Regions from separate parts of the Zea mays genome. Here region 1 is linked to region 2. A link is a contact called in public Hi-C data. All regions are on one chromosome and are shown on one strand. The core of a region is the stretch at or near the end of the contact, and the rest is flanking DNA. Distances in the headings are between cores, read along the strand shown. Region 1 holds the start of LOC100193144. Region 2 holds the start of LOC103650814 (unconventional prefoldin RPB5 interactor).

Region 1 (2,764 bases), core at 88-2,587, 300 kb after region 2:
ATGTGTCGGGGAAGTAGGATGGGCCGGGGTGGAGAGATCAAACAATGGTGCATGAGGTTTAGGATTCAATGAACAATATGGGTGTGAGGAAGAAGAAAATAAGGTACTTGCTACTTAGCTCTGATGTGAGGTTTAGGTACTTGATGTTGTACAATATCATATTTGTGACAAATCTTAATAAGCATACATATCTAGATAAGTACTTGATAGATCATATTAGGTGATCATTAGCACTAAAGCAAACCAGCAACAATAGCCGCAAGAAAACCACCGACACTGACCGACATTTGTTCTCCTTTGCTCATGGGCTTCCAAAGTTGTGTAGTATATCGAAAGCGTCTTTATTTGGCATACGGTGCACCTACAATGACACTGCCAAATAAATTTAGCAGAAATCGATAGCAAAGAGAGACACGGCCGTCGGCTGGCCCTGACAAACAAGCACATCCTCCAAATGCCAACCTACTCGTTCGTCGCAACCGCAACAACACTTCATTCCAAGCGGCGTGCAACCTTGGGCTCTGGTACATGCATGATGATGGGTTCCACATCACCCCTGAGTGGGTCCTCATCTGCATCTTAGTTGTTGCAACAGTTTTTGTTGCACGCGCACAGCATGTCAATATGGCACGCCATTTGCATCAGATCCGACAAATGCCGCTTCATGTAAGTATAGTAGTTTGTAAAACTTTGTGCTCCAAATAACTCCATAGCTTTTTTTTTAAAAAAAAAAGGTAAAGCTTGATAAACTTATTCCTTTTTAGAGGTAATATAATTTTTATTATGTCTTTTTCTAGAAGTGGTGAATAGGACAAAGGATATATTTGTCTTGGTTTTTGGCCAGATTCTAGCCGCCAAACATTTATATGAGAATTGTTTGTGTGAAAAGCGTTCAAATCAACGTGAATTCATAATTTGCCGAGTCGTCGGACGGAGGAATCCGCCTCTTCCTAAAACCTAAATCCGCACACCTCTTCATCTTTCTTCGCAAGTCCTACAATGTCCAGATCCTGGTAACAGCTATATTATTCAGAAATCTAGTTTTTCATAAAAACTCTTAAAAAAGCTATCCTAAACATGTCCAAAATTGCATTACGTCGTGATTTGAAAGATGACTTAGGAGCCAGAGCCGTTTGCATGAGGAGCAAGGCAGCAAGCCTTCGTTCAAGGCGAGGAAGCTTCCTCCCTATGCCTTAGAAAAAAACGCAAAGTTCAGTACGGTAACGTAAACTTCTTTCTTTCTTTCTCTCTCTATCTCTGCCTAGTGTCTTCTACTACACCTCCTCTCTCCTCCGCGGCACCGCCTATAAGAGGCGCAACCAGGGCCACGGCACTCTGGGTTGAGAGAAGGGAGAGAGAGAGAGTTGCCAGTGAACCAGGATAAGTGAGGAGGAGATCGGCAAGGAGCGGACGGCCGTGGCGGTAGCCATGGACGACTCGGCGGAGGTGAAGCTGGTGGACGAGATCACGGGAGAGGGAGGGGCGGCGGGGGACTGGGGCTACCTGGGCTCCGACGGGATGGGCTCCGGCTCCTACCCGGCGTTCCCCTTCTCCAGAGACGTCCTATCCACGCCGACCTCCGCGTCGTTGCTCCTCTCCATGGACCCCGCGGCGCTCTTCGACTTCAACGGCACCTTCCCTCCCTCCTCCGCGGCCGCGGCCACCGCCGGCTCCTCGCTGTCCGCCTTCCACGACTTCAGCTGCATCAACCCCTTCGACGACGCCGGCCACTTCCTCGGCGCTCCCCCGCCGGTGCCGGCGGCGGCGGCGCCTCAGCAGCAGGGGCAGAAAGGTGGGTTCTTTGCGCCGCTGCCGGCCTCGGACTTCAACGACGCCGGGATGAGCTGGGACGACGAGGACGAGATCGACCAAAGCGTCGACGCCTCCTCGATGGCCATCTCGGCCTCCATGGAGAATGCTGCGGGCGCGGTGGCGGGGGCAAGTGGCGCCGGCGGTGGCAGCGGGAGAGGCAAGAAGAAAGGGATGCCGGCCAAGAACCTCATGGCGGAGCGCCGGCGTCGCAAGAAGCTCAATGACCGCCTCTACATGCTGCGCTCGGTGGTGCCGAAGATCAGCAAGGTGATCAACCAGCCTCGTCCATTCATCTCCTATTCGTCGTGTTTCCCATCTGTGCTTATTAGTGTATAGTTACATATAGAGTATTATGCTTTGCCTATATATGCTGAGTTTTTTTATTTATCTATAATGGTGGTGAGTAGGATTCTATCCTACGAATATATTTTTCACTTCAGCATTTGTGAATTTCGGTGTTGAATTCTTGAATTGTCCATGTTTAGATCCAAAAGCTACATCTTTTGGTAGATCTATGGTACTCCTACGTGCAGGGGTGGATTCAGTGGGCGGTCACATCCTAAGAACACAAAAGAACAGTTAGCTTAGCACGTCGAAGCAGCCTCTTTTCCATGGCAAATCATATGCAAAAGCCATATTCTTTTGATTACTCCTTACTCTAGGCTTGTAAAATTCGATCATGTAACTCCTTATTTTAATACGAAGTGAAATCTGTTTTTAGCTCCTTGTAAATGATTGCTTTACTGTCCAGCTACGGAAATTTCCAGTCATGCATTAATTTGTTGCCATGGGATTTGTCATTTCTTATTACTTTTTGTTTTCTAAATATTCTGAGGCACGCCCTGATTCAGTGGTTGAAATTAACAGGGCCATGCACAAGATGTTGTCGAAAGCGACCCATCAACCCATAGCTTGGAAAATAATGATGTTTTTCTTTCTTTCTTTCTTTCTT
Region 2 (2,830 bases), core at 196-2,695:
CCAGAAGCACCTAAGACAATGCAAATCATGAGCAAGAAATTGTTGGGACAACATAGACTGAAAAACAAAAGTGCTCCATGGTGGAAACCATACCAAGAGTTCATTTGTGTGTATTAAACGCCCTGGGAAAAATGCAGCACCACCAAAGGGGACCTACAATGCATAGTTCTTTTATGAGACAAAAAAATCTTGTTGAAAAATATTTAAAGCAGTAAAGCACACAAGGTTGAAATTAAGAGATCTATATTTCCCTACAGAACAACAAAAGGAATCCCCTCAAGCTCTGAAATCAATTGAGAATGTAAATCTAGTCATTGAACTAATTAGTTATTATGTATAGCTACAATACGCCCAATGCCTAAGGCTGTCTCCAGCAACTCTCCTATCTCATCCCATATTTCAAGCTTCACTCAATGTCGTGCCCCCTATTTTACACGATCCACTAAAGACAGCCTAAAAGCGGACGACAAGAGACAAATTACTAGTACCAGTAACTAGGTACATACTTCAGTTTTCGTGCTACCAAACTGAGAGATTTGCTATTTTGCCATTATTGTTAGTGGGTCTCGAAAATTTGTCATCAGACCTACAAATCATAGACACAAATGGACTCACTAATCATAGACAGAAAATTAAGGAGGCAATGATCTGAGTGGCAAAATACCAATTATTCCCCACGGACTTCAGTCACCAAAAAATGAGGAAATTGAAAATAGCAGGTGAAGTACCATTTTTGTAGAAGAAGACACAGATAGCTGCTAGTTCATACTTGAGGTATAGAAGGTAAGGACCATGATTTCGTGGGAGAGTTCGACTGGGAGCCTGTTGACGAGGGAGACGAGGGCCGCGTTGTCGGCGACGAAGCCCAGTAGGTGCCCGAGCTCGGCGCGGCGGCCAGCGATGGACTCGGCCACCCTCGCCACGGCCCTCTTCGTCTCCTCTGGCGAGAATACGGCGCCCAGTGGCGTCGCCGTCCCCTTCCTCGGCGCAGCCATCGCTCTCCGCTTCCCCACCTCCCGACCAGAGAACGCGCTACGTCCCGGACTGCAAACTCAGTACGGCGTTCACCTGGCGTGCCTGGCAACCTTCTCCCCGGAGAGCCCTAGAGCTCGCCTCCTGCGTACGGCCCTGCCCCGTGCTTAATTTGTTGGCCGATCGCGCGCGCGAGTCGCTTCTCCCACCACAGCAGAGGGAAACGACGAGGACCAGCTACAAAGCGATGAATCTAACCGGCCCGGATGGAGGACGCCTCCCCGTCGATGGAGGTTGGGACTCGGAGCGGTGGCGGGAGAGAATCTTGAGAACAAACGGGAGGCGGCGGTGGCGGAGTGGGAGCTCCGCCGGACAACCCCGGTGCCAGTACGCACCAGCGGCCCAGCTCAATATTTTTTTTTTGCAGCCCAATAACGTCTCGATGGCCCAACCTAGGGCGCTGGGACGCAACGTGCAAGGCCGGCAGACCGCACGAGGAGCGGAGGAGGGAGGGGGTAACAAAAAAAAAGTTTATTTTGTGTTTCTCAACTATCCAAAAAAGTCAGTTTTTCTAAGTTTTTTTTCTCAAACAGAGATGTAAATCATTATATTAAAAAGAAAAGAAGCCTAAAAATAAGTAAGTACAAACTGCACCAAGGCAGGCACAAACAGACACCAAAACCCAAAAACTCTAAAAAGGCTACAACTCCAACACCTTCACCTCACCAGCCATACATTATAAACTAGCCTCACCTTTAAGGTCTAAAAAGAGCTTGGAAATATTAGGAAAAACCTCATAAAAACACAAGCATTGTGATGCTTCCAAAGGATCCAAGATACTAGAAATTATAAGACCAAAAATAGTTCTTCTCTCATCTATCAAAATCGTGGATGTTTCTCTCAGTGGTTTTTCTTCTTCTTTTATGTTTGGTTTGTCAGAATTTATAAAAATCATAATATATCACAGAAATAAAATGGAAAAATTAATTATGTTAGCCTTACCGAGTAGAATATGCATAATGAACATATGACATATGTCTTCAATATTAAAATACTAGTTTACATGGTTCAACGGTTCTTACGATTGTTGATTTTGCAAAAGAACCCTTACACTTATCTCTACTTAGATCACCAGTTTCCACCATGCATTGAAAGCCTTGCGCGTAAAACTTATCTCTACTATATAAAACACCAGTTTCAACGGTCGTCCTGCGTCACGGATCTCCTTCCCGCTCAATGCAAAAATAAAGTAAATTATGCATAAATTCGAGGTTTGAATCTTAGCTATTAGCTACACATTCACACTCACCTAACCAATAGAACACATATTTTTGTGTTTTATTAAAACAAAGTCTGCTCATATGATATATAAAAACCATGACAATACACAGGTGACTGACTAGTTATACTTTAATAAACAAGTTTTTGTTTATATATGTTTTTTATAATTAATTCATAGTTGTGTTTTCTATGATATGATTGTAGTGAAATTTTTAGGGTGTGGGTGAAACAATGCATGTTTGAGCTATAGTAAAACTTTCGTGCTCATCATATATGACTGAGTTATATATTTATCTAGGTTTATGTTTGTTAAATAGTTTTAAAATCTATAACTCATTTATAGATAACCCAAAGTACAATTTTTTTATAGACTCCACATGAGTAGATATTGAGTGAAGATACAATATGATATGCCTTTGTACAAATTTTTTGTATAGATAATCCAAAGTACAATTTTTTATAGACTCCACATGAGTAGATATTGAGTGAAGATACAATATAGAGATGCCTTTGTACGAATTTTTTGTTTTAAGTTTGGATCTACACTTTCCTGAAATTGATTCATAGTTGTAGTTTT

What was found. Hi-C and Micro-C count contacts between places; a contact is called where the count stands out from the background.
Region 1: a Hi-C map of tassel shows a contact between it and region 2, with 3 times the contacts expected there. The contact joins the promoter of LOC100193144 here to the promoter of LOC103650814 in region 2. A contact is called at or near these places in 2 of 25 Hi-C or Micro-C datasets (leaf and tassel).

The regions. Positions count from the first base shown.
Region 1 is chr3:158,660,051-158,662,814 of Zm-B73-REFERENCE-NAM-5.0, forward strand. It overlaps LOC100193144, which reads left to right and starts at 1,338. Exons shown (of 4, transcript NM_001138302.2): 1 at 1,338-2,079. The coding sequence starts at 1,429.
Region 2 is chr3:158,361,285-158,364,114 of Zm-B73-REFERENCE-NAM-5.0, forward strand. It overlaps LOC103650814 (unconventional prefoldin RPB5 interactor), which reads right to left and starts at 1,446. Exons shown (of 11, transcript XM_008676390.4): 1 at 792-1,446; 2 at 94-153; 3 at 1-10. The coding sequence starts at 995.